Regions from separate parts of the Pelodiscus sinensis genome. Here region 2 is linked to region 1. A link is a contact called in public Hi-C data. All regions are on one chromosome and are shown on one strand. Each heading gives the region's core, a stretch centred on a gene start, on an enhancer-like site or on the middle of the called end of the contact. The rest is flanking DNA. Distances are from core to core; before and after follow the strand shown.

The links. A called contact is a pair of places that touch in the nucleus more often than the background predicts.
Region 2: a contact with region 1 is called in a Hi-C map of an unstated tissue, with 7 times the contacts expected there. The contact joins the promoter of TYW2 here to the promoter of LOC102452109 in region 1. A contact is called at or near these places in 2 of 5 Hi-C or Micro-C datasets (blood and an unstated tissue).

The regions. Positions count from the first base shown.
Region 1 is chr13:4,679,029-4,684,862 of ASM4963464v1, reverse strand. LOC102452109 (magnesium transporter NIPA2-like) reads left to right here and starts at 3,577. Exons shown (of 6, transcript XM_075896727.1): 1 at 3,577-3,703. TAF7L (TATA-box binding protein associated factor 7 like) reads right to left here and starts at 3,641. Exons shown (of 12, transcript XM_075896724.1): 1 at 3,509-3,641.
Region 2 is chr13:4,955,588-4,961,421 of ASM4963464v1, reverse strand. TYW2 (tRNA wybutosine-synthesizing protein 2) reads right to left here and starts at 2,095. Exons shown (of 8, transcript XM_075896744.1): 1 at 1,913-2,095; 2 at 932-1,016; 3 at 1-125. The coding sequence starts at 1,955. It overlaps CSTF2 (cleavage stimulation factor subunit 2), which reads left to right and starts at 2,015. Exons shown (of 13, transcript XM_075896738.1): 1 at 2,015-2,173; 2 at 4,107-4,185; 3 at 4,462-4,631. The coding sequence starts at 2,116.

The DNA of each region.
Region 1 (5,834 bases), core at 2,328-4,827:
GCCTACACACCCAGAACACAGAAGGGCTTAAGTGAGAGACGAGCTCAAGACAGCAAGAGCAGTTTCTATGACTGTGGGGGACTCATTTCTGAAATTATTTAGGCTGGAATTTTCCAACGCACTCAATATTAGCTTACCTGCTCCTACTGACATTAGTAGTAAAGTCCTGTTACCTCACTAGGAACAGAGTTAGGCTAACACTTAGAATTTAAAGGTGGGATGTTAAAAAGTGCTCTCATATATGTAGTAGCCCATTGTCTGTGAGCGTGTAATGCTGATGTACATGGCCCCACCCCTGGCTGTGTACCTCAGCGCCCGGCCTCCCTTCCCCTCCCTCTGTGGTGGTTCGGCCCAGTGCTGCGCTGCTCAGCTGGGCCTGGGCAGGGAAGCAAGCAGCAGCAAGCAGCCGTTTGGGGTCTGCGCTCCCCACGCGTGCAGAGCACAGACTCCAAAGGGCTGCTTGCCGCCGCTTGCTCCCCTGCTGGGGTCCGGCAGGAGCGCCGCTCACCTGAGTGGCACAGCGCGCCACAGAGTGAGGGGAAGGGGGGGCGGGGCGCCTTGCAGGGAGGGGAAGGGGGGCAGAGCTGGCCGGAAGGGTGGCGGGAAGCTGAGCTGGAGGGGATTGGGGGCTGTGGGGCTGGAGGGGAGGATGGGGGGGCCTGGAGGAAGCGGGGAGGGAAGCAGCACTGGTGGGGGGGAGGAAGGGGGTGTGGGGGGGAGGAAGGGGGTGTCCGGGGGGCTGTGGGGCAGGCTGGCAGGAAGAGGGGGCAGGAAGCAGAGCTGGGGGGGGGGGGATCGAGGGCCATGGGGTTGGATGGGACGAGGCGGGAGGGAAGCAGACCTGGCGAGGGGAGGGCGGGGGGTGCAGCCACTGGCCGTAGCTGGACCGCAAACAGCCGCTTGCTCCCCGGCCGCGACCCAGCTGAGTGGTGCTGACGCTGCGCCACTCAGCTGAGCACCGGTGGGACAGGAAGGGGACCGGGCGGTGATGTACACGGCTGGGTGGGGGAGGATGTGTACGTCACCGTCTCCCCTTCCTCCTTCCGCCGTGGTGCTGAGCGGTGCGCTCCTCAGCCGGGATGCCATAGGGAGGATGGGGAGAGGGTGGTGACGTACACAGCCAGGGGGCGGGGCCGTGTATGTCACCGCTCCCTTCCCCTCCCGCTATGGCACTCAGATGAGTGCTGTGCCCCTTGGGCTCCCCCAGGGTGGGAGGGGAAGGAAGGGCGGTGACGCACACGGCCCCGCCCCCTGGCCATGTACGTCACCGCCCCGCCCCCTCCCTCGTGGCAGCCCCGCTGAGCAGGCAGCACTCAGCCAAGTGCCATGGCGGGAGGGAAAGGGAAGGGGGGCAGGGAGAGACGGAGGAGAAGAGAAAGGGAGAGTGAGAGGCAGGAGGGGGAGAAGAGAGAGAAAGAGAGAAAGAAAGGCAGGAGGTGGAGGAGAGCTGGGGGGGGGGCAGTAGGAGGAGAGAGAGAGAGACACGCACACACACACAGAGCAAGAGAGCTCAGGAGAGAAGACATTAAAATCCTGTTTTATGATGGGCTAATTGGCTAGTCAAATAAGATTCTGCTCCTAAAACTTAGATGATCAAAATTCTGTTTTCATGAGAGCAGCTTTAGTGTACATTAAACATTAACATGAAACATTTTACCATTCCTAGAACAAATGGGAAGTGAGTGGATGTTTCTACATCAGTTCCATATCTGATGTTGCTCCCCTAGAATGATAGTACTTACAGTGCTTAGCTCCTATAACAATATTCAGCCCCAACTGCTACATAAACAGGCATCCTCCCCACTTTTACTTGCTAAAAGATGCCATTATAATGGTAAGATAATATCTACAGTAAGGCTGTGTCTACATTGGCATGATTTTGCGCAAAAACACCCGCTTTTGCGCAAAAACATGCTGTCTGTCTACACTGGCGGGGAGTTCTTGAGCAAGAACACTGACGTTCTAATGTGTGAAATCAGTGCTTCTTGCGCAAGAACTATGATGCTCCTGCTCAGGAATAAGCCCTCTTGTGCAACTGTTCTTGTGCAAGAAGCCAGTGTAGACAAGCAACATCAATTTCTTGTGCAAGAAAGCCCGATGGCTAAAATGGCCATCGGAGCTTTCTTGCGCAAGAGAGCGTCTACACTGGCACGGATGCTTTTGCGCAAAAGCACATGCCTGTGTAGATGCTCTCTTACGCAAATACTTTAACGCAAAAACTCTTGCGTTAAAAGTGTGCAAAATCTTGCCAATGTAGACGTAGCCTAAGAGGCAATGGAGGACTTGTAAGGAGAAAAATATACAGTTGATTCTGTTCCATTAGATTTACCAAGTGCACTACAGAGATATTTATTTTCATTATACTCAAAATGTCTCTGCAAGAAGGGCATTCCAAGCAAAAGGCCAGGGAACAGGTAACCGGAACAGCACTGTGCATCTAATACAGCACAGGAAACCTGCACTCCACATCAGAAACTCTATGGCTATGTCTACACTCGCGGCATCTTGCGCAAGTGTTCTTGTGCAAGAACTCTTGCACAAGAAAATGCCCACACTGCCATGTGCAAGCTGTGCTTTTGCGCAAGAGCGCCCATGGAAGTGTGGATGCTTTCTTGCGCAAGAAAGCTCTGATGGCCATTTTAGCCATAGGGCTTTCTTGCACAAGGAATCCCTGCTGAGCGTCCACAAAGCCCTCTTGCACAAGAGCTCCTGCACAAGAGGGCTTACACCTGTCAAAAAAGAGTGTAGCTCTTGCGCAAGGAGCCCCCTCTTACCAAGCCATACTTGCGCAAGAGCGGGCGGGCAGTGTGGACGCTCTGCAGATTCTTGCGCGAGAACGGCTGTACTTGTGCAAGAAGCCGCGAGTGTAGACAGAGCCCAAGTGTTTTAATATCAGGAGTGCTTGACAATGGGAACAGGTGGCTCCCTAGCCATAGCGGTCTGAAAATTGTCCTTGGTTCCTCATCTACACACGGCGTGTGTGTTGTTTGTTCTGCAGATTTGATTTCCGCCCCAATAACTTGTTCTCCTGCGGATCCTTTCAAGGAGGCCCGGGGACACAGCGGCTTTAGGACTCTGGAGAATCGTTTCCCCCACACAGGAAGGAGAGAGAGACCCAGCACCAGAGAGACATAAGGAAACAAATTCATTACTTGTCGATGTCATCTCGCCTCTTCTTGCTTCCCACAAATGCTTACAAATACCTGCGCCAATAGCCACATCTCAGTGCCGAAAGCGGGAAAGAAAAGACACGTCAGTGTAACACACTCGGGGCATCCCAACGGGCCGGGGGGCGGGAACGGAGCCAGCGCCTGCCCGTGACGCGGCGGCTCATTGCAGAGGCGAGAGGGGCGCCAGCAGCGCCCGCCCCCCAGCAGCCCCCACAAGGCTGTTTGCAGCGAGGGGTCGTGGGGGCGGCACCGAGCGGGGCCCGCTGGCTCCAGGGCCGGGGCTGCCGCAGGGCGGCGGGGGGGGGGGGGGGGCTTGGCTGAGGCTCCCCGCTACTCACCGGGCCCCGAGCGGTCGCCCTGGCAACAGGGGCAGACGCGAAGGCCGGCCGGCTCGTCGCGCGGACCCCGCGGAAGGGTGAGGGTGGTGAACCGGAAGCGGAAGTAAGGGGGCCGCCAGGTGTCTCGCCCCGCGGGCTGGTTCCGGAGGGAGGGTTTGGCGGACGGGCCGGAAGTGGTGCCGGGACCGACTGCAGGTAGGGGGCGGTGACGTCTCTGCGGGAGGGGCAGGGCTCTGTGCCCCCCCCCGCGGGGCTGCGGGCAGGGGGCGCGGCAGCGGTTAACCGGGCAACCCCCCCCCCCCCGCTACCGGGGAACCCCGGCCCGCCCCGCGATTCAAAGAGATTTTACAGCCCTGCCCCCTCCCGAGCCTGGGGCGGGGGGTGCTGGGCCGCGGGGGGGCGGGGGGCGCTGGGCCGCGGGGGGCGGGGCGCTCTGGCAGCAGGCGGGCCCGTCGGCGTGTGACGCAGCAGGGAGGTTAAATATCGGTTGACGGGCTAGTTGAGTGACCTCATGAATTCTTAGCCCTAGACGAGCTGCCAGCAACTGGCGCCCTGGGCGAGCCCTGCAGTAACCCCCCCCCCCCCTCCAAACCCCTCAATGATATTGCGCCACCATTTGGCGCCCCATTTAGCTTAGTGCCCTAGGCAACCTCCTAGTTCGCCTGTACGGACGGGCCGCCCCTGTCGGTTAGTCGACTATGCTATGGTACCTGGGGCCAGCAGCCAGTGCCCTCTGGCCCCACTTACCGGGTGCCAGGCAACAGCTGGTCTGTGAGGGGAGCCAGTTTAAAAATCAGCTCCCCCTTGTGAACCAGCTGCCAGTTGCCCCATGCTGCTGCCTCTTATACAGAGGCAGCAGTGTAGGGTGGCAGCAGCCCCTGTCCGGGGGGGCGTGTCTGTGCTCCTGGACCCGGCATAAGCCAGAATTGAACTGGGCTGCCTGACAGCCTAGCTTCTAATACACTTTAAATGTAGAGCCACAGTAGGGGTAGGTCCTGGCCCATCACAATCCAAGACTGAGCCAGGTTGCTGACAGCCTGCTAAAAAATTTACTTGGGGAGAAGGAGAAATGCATATAGTCTATGGCATTAACCTACAAGCTTTTGCTTAACAGTTAATCTGTTAATTAACTACACTATTACATCCTTAATGTGCAGCGTTGCCTGTGGTCCCCCCAGTCCCTGTGACACCCCAGGCTCAGCATTCAACATGTGGGGATTGGGGCTTGTTGGGCAGGATGCGGAGAGCAGCACTTGGGGCTCAGTTGCACTTGGCCTTTAGGAGTTTCAGCCAGCGACTTGGTCAAGCAGGAGCTGCAAAGTCAGTTCCAGATGCTTGCGCATTCTTGGGTTGCGCTCAGGTTTATGATTGTTACTGAGACACTATTGGTACCACTGTCTCCTGAGAAGCAAAATCTGAATCCCCTATCCTCTGTAGTATCCATTAACACAGAGGTTCCCAAACTTTTTCTGAAAATATTTTAGATTGTGACAACCTCCCTTCCTCCCACACTTTTGCTACCGAACGTAGCACCTGCAGCACCATGGCAGATCCCTGCTAAGTAACCGTATCTATAAGCATGCCATCCTTACTTCCGCACTGCTGCTTTCGGTGTTGCTGCCTTGAGCGCTGGGTGCCTGACCAGCAGCCAGCACTCTGCAGCTGCCCAACTCTGAAATCAAAGAAAAAGGTGATCTTACCTCCCCTTTTGGGTCTGGACCCCCAGTTTGAGAGATACTGCATTAGGAGCTGGAAATGTCAATGACCCTACCACATGCAGGAGTGGAGATCAAGAAAAGACTCCCACTAGATCCCTTACAAAGTAGTAGTTTTACATAAAACAATTGGTCATGTTCCAGGAGAACACCCTGCATCTGGGGCTATCCTTAGATCTGTGATCACCAACCAGTTGATCTTGGAGCCTCTGACTGGTTTGGCCAGGAAGCTATCAAGTGCTGGCACTTCTGTTGCTCCTGCCCCCACTGTCATCTACTCCTGCCCTCGGCCTTGGAGCTGCCCCACTGGGAGCCTCCTGTTTGCTGTGCAGGGTGTGAGAGGGAGAAGAAGGGGTCACTGATGTCTGGGTATCATTCTCCCCCCTCTACTCCTGTACCTTATCTCCACACAGAGAGATGGGGAAGGAGGGAGCTTGGCAATGCACATTTCTGTTACTCTCATACACTCACAAACATTGTCCTTCACGCTCATCTCCCAACCCCAACACACGTGAGGGATTGTTGTTACTTCTTTTACTGCTTGCAAAGTAGGTTCTTTTGGGCTTGTGACTGGTATGTGCATTTCATAATTTTCATTTCTCTCTTATGCT
Region 2 (5,834 bases), core at 846-3,345, 280 kb before region 1:
CCCGCAGCGCCTGCAAGTGCTGCTCCGTGAGTTTCTCTCCCAGCACAGGCAATGCCACTGTGCTGTCCAGAAGCTTCTGCACACGATAACGGACATCCAGAATCCCCTCTCGCGCCAAATACTCCCTGCAAGTCCAAGGATGTAGGGGTCATTCATTTCATGTTATGTTCTCTAGGCTTTCTGCAATCCTCTCATATTGGCCTGAGCAGAGCAAAGCTCTGCACGCATTGTTCAGTACCGGTTTGATGAGACCATCATCTCTTGGGAGTAACAAACCACATGGTCTAGAGCAGGGGTTCCCAACCTGGGGTATGCATACCCCCAGGGGGTATGAGAAGCTTGTCAAGGGAGTATGGGGAATAATTGGTAAATAACTAGAGTATCCTAATTGAAATATTCCAAAAGTAGTAGTGTGAGTGAAAAAAGTTGTGGATTCTAGAGTCTAGAATTTATTTCCTTTCATATTGAATAGGGGGTACGGGAAGGTTTACTAAAAGCCAAGAGGATACGGGGACTGAAAAAGGTTGGGAACCTCTGGTCTAGAGTCAGGAGAGCTGAAGCTATTCCCAGCTCTGGAATGAGTTACTGTGTGACCTCAGGCGAGTCACTGCATTCCTGTGTGCCTCGGTTTCCTCTCTGTAAAATGGGAATGATACCCGCCATTGTAAAGGCTATGGGATGACAGTGCTGACTAGAGCCAGGCACAGTACAGGAAAGTGCTGGCTGCACAAGCTCTGTATCTCGTTTCTGATTGCTCAGCCCCAGCTATTCCAATCCTGGCCTTCCCGCGAGCACAGGATTGGTTTTTCTTTTCTCTTTTTTAAACTCTGTTCTGAGTGGAACACATGTTCATGACCATGCGTTCAGCTCAATACAGGTAAAACAATGTCTCACAGCTTTCCTCCCCTCCCTCTGCGTCTCTGCACTGCACCTGAACCGCTGGGCAAACTGTGACTTGGTAACAAGCGCAAAGACGGGACCAGAATTCACATTCTTTGCATCCATCTTGACAGATCCTGAAAGAGAAGAAATCATCGCTCAGTCGTCTGGCTTGGCAGTAAGGGAAGCTATTCAATCTGCGGTTGGCAATTCCAGCTGGATGCAGCCTGAACGTCTCTCAGCAGCACCCAAAGACTTGGGCGGAAGGGTGGGCCTTGCAGCGAGGCTGACACCTCGGCGTGCTGAAGAAGCAGGTTGTGCCCACGGCAGCTCATGCTGGACACTACCTCCATTTTTGGTCAGACTCTAAGGTGCTGCAGGACCAGTCCTTGTTCTGTAAGTTCTACCTGGAGTGTGACTGTGCTCGAAGGGCAAACAGGAGCACGGATGCTTCAGGGCCCCCGAAGTGCTCGGGACCCCCGGACACGGAGCAGAATCCCAGGAGGGGAGGCGCCCCTGGAGGCGCATTGCTGAGCGCGGCAGCGCCAGGGCTAGGCACAGGCGGGCACGCCGGGAACTGGTCACCCTCTGCCCCAGTCACCGCAGGGCGTAACAGGCATCCCCCCTCCCCCCCACCCCTTCCCGCTCCCTCACACCTGCAGCCCCCACCCCCGTGCATCCCCTCCCCCCACCCCCACGAGGCGACCCCCCCCAGCCACACCCCACCCTCACGCACCCCTCCCCCACGAGGCGACCCCCCCCAGCCACACCACGCACCCCTCCCCCACGAGGAGACCCCCCCCAGCCACACCACGCACCCCTCCCCCACGAGGAGACCCCCCCAGCCACACCACGCACCCCTCCCCCACGAGGCGACCCCCCCAGCCACACGCCCCGGCCTCTCACCTCCCCCCCCCCCGAGAAGGATGCTGCTGATGCAGTCACCCCCCCCCCCCCGGCTCCCTGCCGCGCGAGGGAAGCCACGAGGCCCTGGCGTGCGCGGAACTAGACGCGCGGGGTGCGTGCCCCCCACCGGAGCCGAGTGGCAGTTGCCATCCTGCGCCCGCCGCCGCCATCTTGGCTGTGGGCGGGGAGCTGCCTCCCGCCGCCGCCAGCCAGCGAGCGGCCGGGCTCGGGCGGAACGGAAGTGGCGGCGCGTGTTTCCAGCCGGATCCCGAGGGGGCCGGAAGGGGCGGGCTGGGGGGCCGGAAGCGCGGCCCCGGCGGCGGGTGAAGGATGGCGGGGCTGGCGGTGCGGGACCCCGCGGTGGATCGCTCGCTGCGCTCCGTGTTCGGTGAGGAGGAGCCGGGGGGGACCCAGCTACGTCACGGGGGGGGCAGGGCAGCGCTGGGCCCCCCCCCGGCCCGGTTCCTCCCTAGCTCCCGGGGGATCTCCCGCCCCCGCGCCCGGGACCTGCCTCCCGCCCTGGCTCTTCCCCGGTGCCCAGCCCCCCCCTTCCCTGCTGCTCCCCTCGCCGGCCAGACCCTCCCCCCCCCCCCGGGCTTTCCCTGGACAGAGGCCCCCGCTCTTCGGAGTGTGGCGACCCCCCCCCCCCCCGCCCCTTCCTTCCCGGCATCAGGGACCCTTCCCAGAGACCCCCCTTGCTGCTCTGGGTGTCAGTCACATTGCAGGCGGGTTTGGAAAGGGGCTGGATACGTTGGCTCACGTCACAGGGTAGGTACCCGTAGGATTCCCCCCCCCCCCCGTGCCTCCCCAGGGGTGTGCAGTGGAGCCCGCTGTTGCCTCCTTTGGAAGCATCAGGTACTAGCCAGTGATAGTGGAACTGATGGGACCGTGACCTCCTCTCTCCCCTCTACTCACAGGGGATGTAGCCTCTGCCATGACATCCTTCTCAGAGCCTTTCTGTGTTCACGTTCTTTGCTCGTTGATATGATGAATGGAGTGGAAAAGGATACACACAATTTTTGACTATTCTGCACTGATTAAGGGCCAAAGTCCATAGACATCAGTGGCCTTTCAGTTGGGCCCTGAATAGTGAGACACCGTGGGGTGCTGTGTGAAAATGTTAGTACTGTCTCCTTCACCTTCCTCAGCATGGGCCTTGCATGCTCCTCAGGCAGGTGGAAATGGAGATAAGGAATCGCCAACCCTGATTAAACCAAATTTTCCACCAATATTTTCACTGAAACCAATAGGAAAAGAATGACAGAAAAAACATGAAACGAGACCTGCCAACCCGCCTGTAAAGGGTTAGGAAGGTGTCCCAGGCTCACAGTAGTTCCTATATTGTACGTACCTGTGACCTGCACTAATTGATACTGGTAGTAAAAGTGGGAAGAAAGAAGGTTTGTTAACCAGTATTGGCCCATTCTCACATGAAGACTCCTAAACTTTTCCTAAACTCTTCCTGTTTGGACCAATGCCTGCTATCTCCCATGGCTTATACACACTTTAAAATCTCACTTTAGATCTTGGACTGCTCCTAGGCCTAGGCCTATTCTACACTACCCCAGGCCATCAATCTAAGTTGCGTAACTTCAGCTGTGTGAATAATGTAGCTGAAGTCAACATACTTAGATCTCCCAGGATCTTCAGTGGTTATGCTTTCCTATCAACTCCTTTTACTCTTTTTAGTGGAATATCCAAGTTAACAGGAGACTGCTCAGTGAGTGATTGCTTTATCACATCCAGTAAATTGACACCCCCCCCCCCCCACACACACACACATGGGATCGATCACTGCCCGTTGAGCCAGTGAGTCGTGAAGGCATACCCCATCTCTCAGAAGCATTTTATGCTCCATGGTGGGTTAAGGTGGCACAGTTGAAAGGGAGACAGGCAACGTAAGCATTCTGGAGGAGGAGGAAAGTCTGGTGGAACAGTCCACAGACTCCTGAAACATAAATAGTGGTATCATACCCAAAATAGGGTACCATTGTTCTAAGAAACATTGACTGCATTATAACTGCCCACTTTCCTTCTGACCTGAATCTGGATTGAGTCTCATTACCAGAGCCCTAAAACGTGCCCCGGAGTGGATTCTGTACTGGTAACATGATACTGCTCCAACACGAGCATTTGGAGCAATGGCACATACACAAAAGTCTGCAGTCCTGCAGTAGCATGCCAGAATGCAGCCATCCCTGTGGTTTGCCATCCCTTGGTTCCCTTCTGTTTTTCCTATTTTCCCGTGGAGAGAAGTTCATGTCTATGTTATTTCCTGGTATTCGAGGTCTGTACTGATACACTGCTCCCCTCTCCCATAGTGGGGAATATCCCATATGAAGCCACAGAGGAGCAGCTAAAGGACATTTTCTCAGAGGTGGGCCCTGTTGTCAGTTTCAGGTGAGAACTGTTTCTCTTTTGGGCATCTCCTATAAGCAGGCCTGGTCTCAGCAGTCACTGATTTGGCATTTATCAGCACACCAGCCACAAGCAGACAGGTCTCGGGTATACTTGGCAGGCACAAGTTTTGAACAAAATGGTCCTTCATCCTGTTGGGGACTGCATGGAGGGTGGGGGAAGATGGTGTTACCAGTCTGGAAAATGCTTTGGTATCATGTAATATTCTGCCCATGTACTATGCCTAATGGCTTTGATTCTTTTGGTTCCGCCATCCAGGTTGGTGTATGACAGGGAGACAGGCAAACCGAAGGGATATGGCTTTTGTGAGTACCAAGACCAGGAGACGGCGCTCAGTGCCATGCGGAACCTGAATGGGCGCGAGTTCAGCGGGAGGGCGTTGCGTGTGGACAATGCAGCCAGCGAGAAGAACAAGGAGGAGCTGAAGAGTGAGTCTGAACCTTGAGTCAAGGGGGGTCAGTGCTACCGTAACGAATGACCTAAACCAACCTCTCAAACGTGAAACAGAAATCTGCTAAGTGAGGCATAAAATCTAGTGTGCTTCCCGTAATGTGATGAGGTTCACAGTGAGAAGCTCACCAATAACTGATGTGCTCCAGGTAAGTTAGCAAGTAGGAGGGATAAGAAAAGGATAGAGAATAAGAGACAATATCTTATTGCCTCTATATAAATCCATGGTACGCCCACATCTTGAATACTGTGAACAGATGTGGTCACCTCATCTCTAAAAAGATATATTGGCATTGGAAAAGACTCAGAGAAAGGCAACAAAAATGATGAGGGGTTTGGAACAGGTGCCATATGAAGGGAGATTAAAAAGACTTGGACTTTTCAGCTTAGAAAAGAGGAGATTGGGGGGGATATAATAGAGGTCTATAAAATTATGACAGGTATGGAGAAAGCGAATAAGGAAAATTGATTACTTGTTCCCATAACATAAGAACTAGGGGTCACCGAATGCAATTAATAGGTAGCTGGTTTAAAAAAAAACAAAAGGAAGATTTTTCTTCATGCAGTGTACAGTCAACCTCTGGAACCCCTTGCCAGAGAATGTTGAGAAGACTAGGACTTTAACAGGGATCAAAAAAGAGCTAGATAGATTCACGGAGGTTAGGTTGATCAATATTTATTAGCCAGGATGGGTAGGAATGGTGTCCTTATCCTCTGTTTATCAGAGGCTGATAGGAGGGGTGTGTATATGTGTGGCGGGGGGATTGACTAGTCGACTGACTATCCGATCAGCATTTGCATTTGCTTATCGGATAGTTGACTAGTCTTTAACTATCCCTCAACTAAAGTATTGTGTCCAGTTCTGTGCACCACATTTCAGGAAAAATGTGGAAAAACTGGAGAAGGTCCAGAGAAGAGCAACACATGATTAAAGGCCTTGAAAACATGAGCTATGAGGGAAGACTGAAAGAACTGGGATTGTTTGGTGTGGGAGAAGAGAAGACTGAGAGGGGACACAATAACATCTTTCAAGTATCTAAAAGGTTGTTACAAATAGGAGGGAGAAAAATTATTCTCTCTTTAACCTCTGAGGATATGTAAAGAAGCAATGGGCTTAAATTGCAGCAAGGGAGGTTTAGGTTGGACAGTAGGGAAAACGTTCTAACTGTCTGTCAGGGTGG